Linked DNA regions of Siniperca chuatsi: region 1 is linked to region 2. A link is a contact called in public Hi-C data. All regions are on one chromosome and are shown on one strand. The core of a region is the stretch at or near the end of the contact, and the rest is flanking DNA. Distances in the headings are between cores, read along the strand shown. Region 1 holds the start of gpr25 (probable G-protein coupled receptor 25). Region 2 overlaps gdf11 (growth/differentiation factor 11).

Region 1 (4,500 bases), core at 1,072-3,571, 40 kb after region 2:
TTATCTTTCTTTTATTTGTACTATGTTCATTGTTTTGCACCAAAATCCCAAATTCCATGTATGTGTAAACCTACTTGGCAATAAAGCTGATTCTGATTCTACCGTTTTGTGGCATGTACACTACTTTCTGCTAATGCAATGCACCGTTATAGTCCTAGCTTTTGAGTTTTGTTAGAAAAATGTAGTTTTCTCTGAGTGATACCAATTCTCTTGTTTTGGCTGGTTTTTGGTCATGCACTCAAACTAACGGTGATATAAAGGAGGGCCAAACACCTGAAATGTGTGGCTACTTGACAGCTAGTATTTGTGGTTATGCATAGTGAACAGTTTTTTATCCTCAAATTGGCTTTTTTTTTAACTGCGCAAACTGACGAACTGTAAGGGTGACCAATTAATCTTCATTCTTTAACTCCCTGCATTCCTGTATATATATATATATATATATGTCTTATCATGATACGATAACGTATGAGCATTAAGGTGTTACTCAAATTTATCATGTGGTTTGTATGTAAATGAAGAAGGACTCAGACATGTGGAGCATGAGGAAAGAGGCTTAAAATTAACAAAAGGGAACAATTAAAAGCCTCTGACTTCTAAAAACGACACAGAATGGAAGGCTGTGCAATCCTTTGTGTTAAATGAACTTTTGATTTAGTTAAACAGCTAAAACACCCAAACAATGGAAGCCTTTTCGGAAACTTAGCACTCGACAAGTGAGGAGCAAATTGAACGTGTGTGTGTGTGAGTGTATATACGAGTGCGCACGTGTGTGCATGTGACCTATGTCTAACAATCACCCTGACGCATACCATCCTTTCTCTCCTCAAATAAAAACAGAGTAAAAGGAAAAGAGAAATCATCCACTGTTGAACTACTTTACGAGATCCTCCTCTCAACAGAAAAGGGACTAAGTATCCATGGGAATCTTAGCACGTTAGGGAGGCCTTTCTCCCTTCCTCTCATCCGCTCTCCCCCGCTGCACCCATGGACCAATGCAATTGTTTATTTTCTCCTATTGAGGCTGCTCCATTCACTGACTCTCACATTTACTCTGCTCAATTGGAGTGAGACAGCACTTATTCGAGGAGAGGAATGTAGCGTTCCACTGACAGAGCAGCAAGAATGCAAAAGAAATAATTAAAACTTTTTAAAGGAAAAGGTACAGCTGAGCATGAGGGAGAACGACGTCAAACCGAACAATGCTGACTGACAGGATTTTCTGCTGTGATGAGTATATCCACACATCACCTTGACACTACAAAGTAAAGGAGTGTTTGAATAACGCACAATGCTAGAAAGTGGAGCAGGGATCCTATAAGGAGGTCATTCATTCGCCGTGCTTTCTTAACTGAAACTCAGTGCAGAATAATGAAGCGTTCTCCGGCCTCTTGTAAGATGCGGCCTGTCCTCCAGCCTCACTCTTCCTGGGCCCCAGCACAATAGCTGCGAGCTGGACCACAGAGTTCATTTTTCCTGGGGTCTATTCTGTCTTGAGGAGGCAGTCGTAATGACAGTTTCCTTCTCTGTAACAATGGCCGTGGCTGCCATAGCCTTCTCTGTCCTGTCAATCTCTTATATCTTTTACCGGGGTGAATCTTCAAGCAATGAGCTGGGGTCAATGTTACACGAAACTAAATCTGATGTATGAATTTACAGCTGAGGCAGAGAGTTGAATCACTCCATCCAGACTGTCACCAGTGCAGTGTTTGTTAAGGATGAGCTTCTAATGCACAGTGTACCAATGTCAAGCAGTTTCAGTGTGCTTGGTTTCTGTGACAGTGATGGGTTTTTAGGATATGTGCCCAGCAGTTGATAAAGAAAAACAGCTGGCAGTGCTGCCCCAGCACACAACATATTGAAACTACAATATGTCTGCTGTGGATGAAACATGATTTTGCTTTCTTTGTCCTTTTCAGGTTTTAGCTGCTTGGCAATGAGTTGGCAGTCAAGTCAGTTTTATTTACATTTCCCAAAGTCATACATTTGCCTCAAAGAGCTTTATAATCTGTATATAATCTGTACAGCATATGACAGCCTCTATGTTTAGACCATCAGTTTGGATAAGAAAAAACTCCTTTAACTGGAAATATTTGTGGATGTCTCTTCCAGGACAGAAAGACATGTAGACTAATAGATGTTGTGTGTACAGAATACACAAAAATAACAACAGTAAAATGACACTACAGAGAAACAGAATGACAATATTAGGTAGATAAATGACCCCTGACTCATTGTGCACAACAGAAAGCAGTATTTTATTTAATTATTGGCTATTTTCTCTATAGAAAGATACACTACTGAGACAATGCTAAGACTGGCCTCTACAAAAAGTCAGTAATAAAATGGACGTGTAAACATAAGTCACCACTTCAAATCACCAAACTAACTGGTGAAAGTGAGTAAATAGAAGTACAGAACAGTTTACATCCAGTCTGTTTCAGTAGAGCTGCTCTGAGGCCAAAGGGAAGGAGACTGTTGTTGTTTGACCATGATCAGCTCTAATGGGGTCAATGACAAGTAAACGTTGCTGAGAGACATGTGACATGGACCCTGGCTGATATTTGCATTTAAATTTTTACTTAAGTTTTTTTTTAAGTGAAAGCAATTATTGCTGTGTGTAATTTTGTAATAAGTGTCCTTGCCACTGTGTGTATGTGATCTGCCGAGGGTCTGCAGATGAAAATTGGGTTTAAGATCACTCTGGTACAATACATCAAATGATAACATCTATGTTTAATATTGTCCCTTACAAATAAAACCAAATAAATAAACAACATCACTCTGTGAAATGTGCACTTTCATCAGTACAGCTTTGTCATGATGAATGAAACTTTAATGAAGTCCAAAGTGGTTATGTTAACTAACACAAGAATGAATCACGCAAATACTTCAACGTCAAAACTAAACAAACACTACTGCATGTGATACAAAGGGAAGGTGATATAAGGACTGTCAGTGAACAGACTGCACATAACAATATATGCAATATGTGTCGAATATATATAGGCACAAAGCTATTCAAAAGCTGTTTAATCTGGGTTTGAGAATGAATGGATAGGTAGAGGAAATATTAAAGAATTAACAGTTTGTAAATTGAGACTCTGCCTGCTCCTTCCTGGCTTTAACCAGAAGCATGTTTTCACCAACTCTCAGCAAAGGAAACACTCTCTTTTGCAGAAGATGAGCTGAGACATTCGCTCCAGAACCGCAGGCAGTCTGATTTTAGGCAGGAGGTCGCCACATATAAAACAGAAGTAAATCTCACCTGCCCCCTACTGGTCACACACATCTAATACACTATGATACAAGAAAAGAGGATAATTCTCACCAATATAAGATAGGAATCTGTCCTCTTCTGTATTTATAAGACAGATGTGACAATTCATCTGAGCAAATATCTACGGAGTTGCCACACACACACACACACTGTCTGTCTTGGGGAATATTTTAACATATAAAGTCTTTTGCAACAGGGAATTTATGAACAGCTACCATGTTAAACTAATTTGCAGTGGTGGAAAGTAACTAAGTACATTTACTCAAGAACCATACTTAAGTACAATTTAGTATTTCCATTTTCTGCTACTTTATACTTCTACTCCACTACAATCCAGAAGCGAATATTATACTCTTTACTCCACTACATTTATTTGATAACTTTAGTTACTAGTTACTTTGCAGGTTCAGATTAATAATACAATTACAATCAATAAATTATGGTGTTCTATTATCTGTTAAGATAAGGTTTTATTGATTGCTTGGTGAAATTCACAAGCTACTGTATATATAGTAAAAAATAAGCCTCACCTTTACCAGCTGCAACATTAAAGTAATGTACACATTAGTGCATTAATAATTATAATTCAGTAATATAATATATGACTCTGAAATGGGCTGTTCTGCACAATGATTACTTTTACTTTTTGTTCTTTAAGTATATTTTGATGCTGTGTACTTTTACTTATTTATTTAGAGTATTTCTACACTGTGGCATTGCTACTTTTAATGACATAAAATATCTGAGTACTTCTTCCACTACTGCTCATTTGTAAACTTACACGCTTTTATTAATTAGTGCAAAATATTGTACTGGCTCCCTGTTATCCATTATACACCCTGCTGTGCCCATAATGGTGCCATGATGCTTTGTAATTTCAGAGATTTAATTGACATGATTTCAAATCAATAAAGAAAATAGTCTCTTTGACTCACTAAAATTACACGTGAAAGCACAGTGAGAGGAAGGCTGTCTGTAATGAGAGGTGAGAGGAAGCGAGCTGAGATCTCTATTTTTTGCTGTGGTTTTCACAAGCAATATCAAGTAGCAGCATGTAGACTTAGTTACATTAACCACGCTGACAAACCAACAGCTGCACTGCCTCTCTGTGATCTCTCAGAATGGACGCCTACACTGATTATCAAGTTTATGATTACACTTACAGTGACAACTTCACCGACAATGAATCATCATATTTTAATATCACAGTGGATTGTCCC
Region 2 (4,269 bases), core at 1,680-4,179:
TACTAAAAACATTAACAATGACTCTGTTGTATCCAAGTGTCCCAGTAAGTCATGACAGCGAGGCAGTGAGGCAGCATGCACAATACCAGGACCCTGAAACCCTGAAGCAATTCAGCCATCATTAATTATTATTTACACCTGTTATTTAACTACTGTTAACTACTGCATGTCAAAATGTCTTCAGTGGAAAATGCCTGAGGTGGCTCATGGTGAATATGAAGGTGCATACAGCTTTACAGCTCTCTCCTGCTTCCATAGCATCATCATCACACCTGAAACCAGTGAACTGCTGAAGCACTCTGAGTTTCTTGATAATCATGGCGGATAAATGTCTAAAAGCTCAGCGTCAGAAGGTTGGATTGAGGGTCAAAAAGTCCAGCAGCTCCTGAGGCCTTCATCTCCGACTCAAAAATGGGGGCTTTCCTCTCTGGGAAGAAGGTCTTGGTGCCGCAGACTCAAGAGTTGTTTATGCGCTGACGAGACCGCGTTGAGTATTTGGTCCACAGGTAGAGTTGGAGCTTACAGCAGCAGCAAATTGAGATGGTCGAGACAGAGCCCAGTTCTGTTCCCCAGATATTTAGTCTCTTGAGCTCTTAATCAGACTTCAAAGTATTACATTTATACAGATCCCCACTAGGAGAATTAGCTGAATGAGTGTGTGCATCAAATGCAGAGAGAAACACTGATCATCGTGATATAGTTTTTAGATTTAGGGTTCATATATCTATAAGCACATCTAAATAACAAAACAGTTTTTGCATCTGTTCATCAGACATACAGTATTTGATGCTAAGCATTTACAATGCAAATTAGCATTTCTTTTCATCGAAGGTCATAAACACAATACGCAACAACATGAGCATCTATTTTATGGTGTGGACCAGGCGCTCTGTGACTGCACTAGATGACACCAGTGAAAGGAAAAAGCCCAAAGCTTGTCTGTATTACCACCCGCTGGATTCAACAGCTCTCTAACAAGCGTCCATTCAATGTGTAGCACAAAGCAACAGCTCAACATTTTGGGACATAAACGTATTCACTTTCTTGCTAAGGGTTAGATGAGAAGATCAATACCACTCTTATATCGGTACGCGGCACATAACCCCCATAAAACCTTTATGTGTTTTTGCTAAAATATAAAAAGCGAACGAGTGTCTTGCTTTATCCCTTGTGGACTAGTCTATGGTTTTGATCTATTTAATTTAGATAAGTCTTGTCACTCAAACTGTATTTGATTATTGAAGACGTTTCAGGATAGCAGCTGTGAAAAACGTGAAGGGATCAGGAGAACAGTGTTTCCCATATATTAATGTCTGCGTAGCCCCACCCAAGTACATTAACAGACAACAGTGGGAGCAACAGCAGGATTCATTTCCAGTGCACTAATGCATGATCCACGCTAACTTAGTTTTTTGTCATATCAGTATTTGAACAATACATATTTAATACTGCCATATACCCAGTCTATATGAGCTAATGACTAGAGGGCTCTGTTTTACAATGAAGTACCACAATCTGACCACAATAAGGAGTGACAGAGGCAGCACACATGAAAACTACTAACTGAAACAAGGTATGTTCAGCTGCAACTCTGTTTTCCTCCAGCAGATGACACTAGTGGGTCAGTGGTGCCTCACTGAGAGCAGGCAACTAAAATATCACAGCTTTTATTGAGCACATATACAGTCATGAATACAGTATCTGTCTATGGTTTGTAGTTGGGCAACATTTTGATCAGATCCTGTGACACTTTGACTTATAGATCAAATGTGACACACAGAAAGCTAAAAATTCTAAAATCCACAGTAATTCATGAAGACCATTTAAAAACATGTGACATTTTCATAAGGCTTATACCAACTGCACTGATTAGTACAAATGAATGTAGGCCTATATACTTAATAATAGAGTATGCAGACCTGCTGCTACTACATGACTTCAGTCAATGTATTAATATAGGCTATTAACTTAACACTATTTTTTATTATTACCATAGGACGCAGCTTTTTAAAACCACATTTGTGCATTTTACAGCCCTTGATTTTGAATGAATAGGCCAGTTATTACTTCACTCGTTCACACAGATACTTTGACGCTCAGTTTGGAGAGTCTCGTATCGGACAAGCTCGTGCAACCTCTAAATAATCTGCATCTAGACCGCTGGTAGGTCTATATGACGATTCCTCATCAGTGGCTTTCTTGTTAAAATGCACCATAGATATTGAGATGTGTGTGATTTAGGAGATGATGTGGAGGATTCGAGAGGAATCCATGAAGCTTTTTTTCAGTTTACACCATAATAAACCATTTATAACAACAGGCGCAGCGAGCCATAGTTTATGTCATCATCATAATAACCAAATTGGGCAATGTGAGACATTGTTTGTGCACTGTAAAACATTTATACTCTCATAACAGTGCGCGCACCCTCCCTTCGCTCTGTCCCTCTTGACTTGGTGACAGACCTAAAAGCCTTTTGTTGCAATCTTAGCCAATGGAGACGGATTACGACACCGGGCAGCTGAGATATATAAAGAGCCCCTTTTTGACCGCACTTGCACATTTTTCAGTGACACTTCTGAATTCACACACCTCCATGGACTAAATTGTACAGAAGACCCCAAAACAACCATTATACTACATTTTGAGCAGGCTATGCATTCATCAGACAGATAATTTGTTAACTTTTAATCAAACCAGCACGCACCGAGACACACTGGAACGTACTTTTTTTTTTTTAATTTATTGCAAAATCTCCAGCTGCAAAAAAGCAACTTCGGGGTGATCGTATTGGATTAGATGCATGCCACTGATTCCCTGCCTTTTGTAGGATAAGGCACACAATAGACGCACATCCGAGAGAGGGGATATAACGGGATAAAGCGAGTGAAAAGACAAGAAAAAATAAAGAAAAAAGTTGCATTGCCTGGTGTCCACGCATCGTCATGCCGAGGTACAGCTTCTTACTGTGCTTGATGGTGCTCATCTCCCTGGGACAGTCGGGGAGCGATGAGCCCAATCTGCTGCTGCCTTCTGCCAGCGAGACGCCCACGGATGCCGGGCTGTCCCTGCTGGACGAGGACGCCGGTTCCCACGAATGCTCCGCCTGTGTTTGGAGGGAGCAGAGCAAAGTGCTGAGACTGGAGACCATCAAGTCCCAGATCCTGAGCAAGCTGCGCCTGAAGCAGGCGCCCAACATCAGCCGGGAAGTGGTCAATCAGCTGCTGCCCAAGGCTCCTCCGCTCCAGCAGCTCCTGGACCATCACGACTTCCAGGGAGACGCGTCGTCCCAGGATGAGTTTATGGAGGAGGATGAGTACCACGCCACCACGGAGTCCGTGATCACCATGGCCTCTGAGCGTGAGTAATAGTTTACAACCCAACAATATTGTCTCCAAATGCGTCAGGCGCGTAATTGCGGAGCAGATAGGTTCAAGTGACTCAGGCCTGCTGCGTGGACAGTGGAGCCGCTGGAGCTCATTCAAGTCAGTGACCTAACCTACTTTTTGAGATTCAGATCGGGGGTCCACTCTGTGTGTCTGAAGCGGACTGATAAAATTAGACAAATGACTCTGGTCAGTTGTTGGTCACGGCTGTCAAAATAGACCGGGGATTACGCATCAACCTGATAAATCAATAATCAGCAGCATAAAGAGCCTCGTCACTCTGAGACAGACAGCTCCAATATGGCCCGATGAACTTTTGTTTTCATGATGGTGATGATGATGATGGTGACGATGGAAGGCTACGTCCTGATGGAGCAGTGTCTAATATTTAGTCCACCTGCTGTCATGTTCAAACTCTTTCAGATTTTTCTTTGTGTTTGACAGAGAGTAAACGCAAGATAGACCCGTTTGAATGTCAAGTGCATTATTAATGATAATGCAGCATTTGGCTGGCAGTTGCATCACTTTAGCCTTTATGCCTATTTTTTCCCTTTTTTTTGCATAAAGGCCCTGAAATCTGGAGTTATGATCACGTCGTGAGGCCCCTCTGATTATTGCCCCCGAACAATTTGCTCGCCCACGTATAGTTTCCCATAAATCCACAGATAAACCGCAGGCTTTGTAGACATTTTATAAAATTACTGTTGAACCCTGGCAGCTGTGCTCTATCGTTCTTTTATAGGAGGCTCTACCGGTTTCCCTGCTGTTCATCGCAGTGAGAAAAAGTGTGTCCAAAAAGCTGCTATTGTTCCCCTCATGCAGCGGCCCCCCTCGGCCGCACTTGCCTTTTAAATGCGAAGTTTATGGGCGCAGCTCGTTTTTT

What was found. A called contact is a pair of places that touch in the nucleus more often than the background predicts.
Region 1: a contact with region 2 is called in a Hi-C map of liver, with 2.0 times the contacts expected there. The contact joins the promoter of gpr25 here to the enhancer-like site in region 2. A contact is called at or near these places in 2 of 3 Hi-C or Micro-C datasets (liver and skeletal muscle).

What each region holds. Positions count from the first base shown.
Region 1 is chrLG2:20,247,187-20,251,686 of ASM2008510v1, forward strand. gpr25 (probable G-protein coupled receptor 25) reads left to right here and starts at 2,322. Exons shown (of 1, transcript XM_044175847.1): 1 at 2,322-4,500. The coding sequence starts at 4,402.
Region 2 is chrLG2:20,206,947-20,211,215 of ASM2008510v1, forward strand. It overlaps gdf11 (growth/differentiation factor 11), which reads left to right. Exons shown (of 3, transcript XM_044217603.1): 1 at 1-3,360. The coding sequence starts at 2,946. Among protein-coding and RNA genes, the nearest start is that of gdf11, 2.6 kb to the left of the region's middle. Within about 2 kb of position 2,930, the one cell type or tissue checked has an H3K27ac peak away from gene starts, as active enhancers do. A contact at or near this core is called in liver, where this site is marked.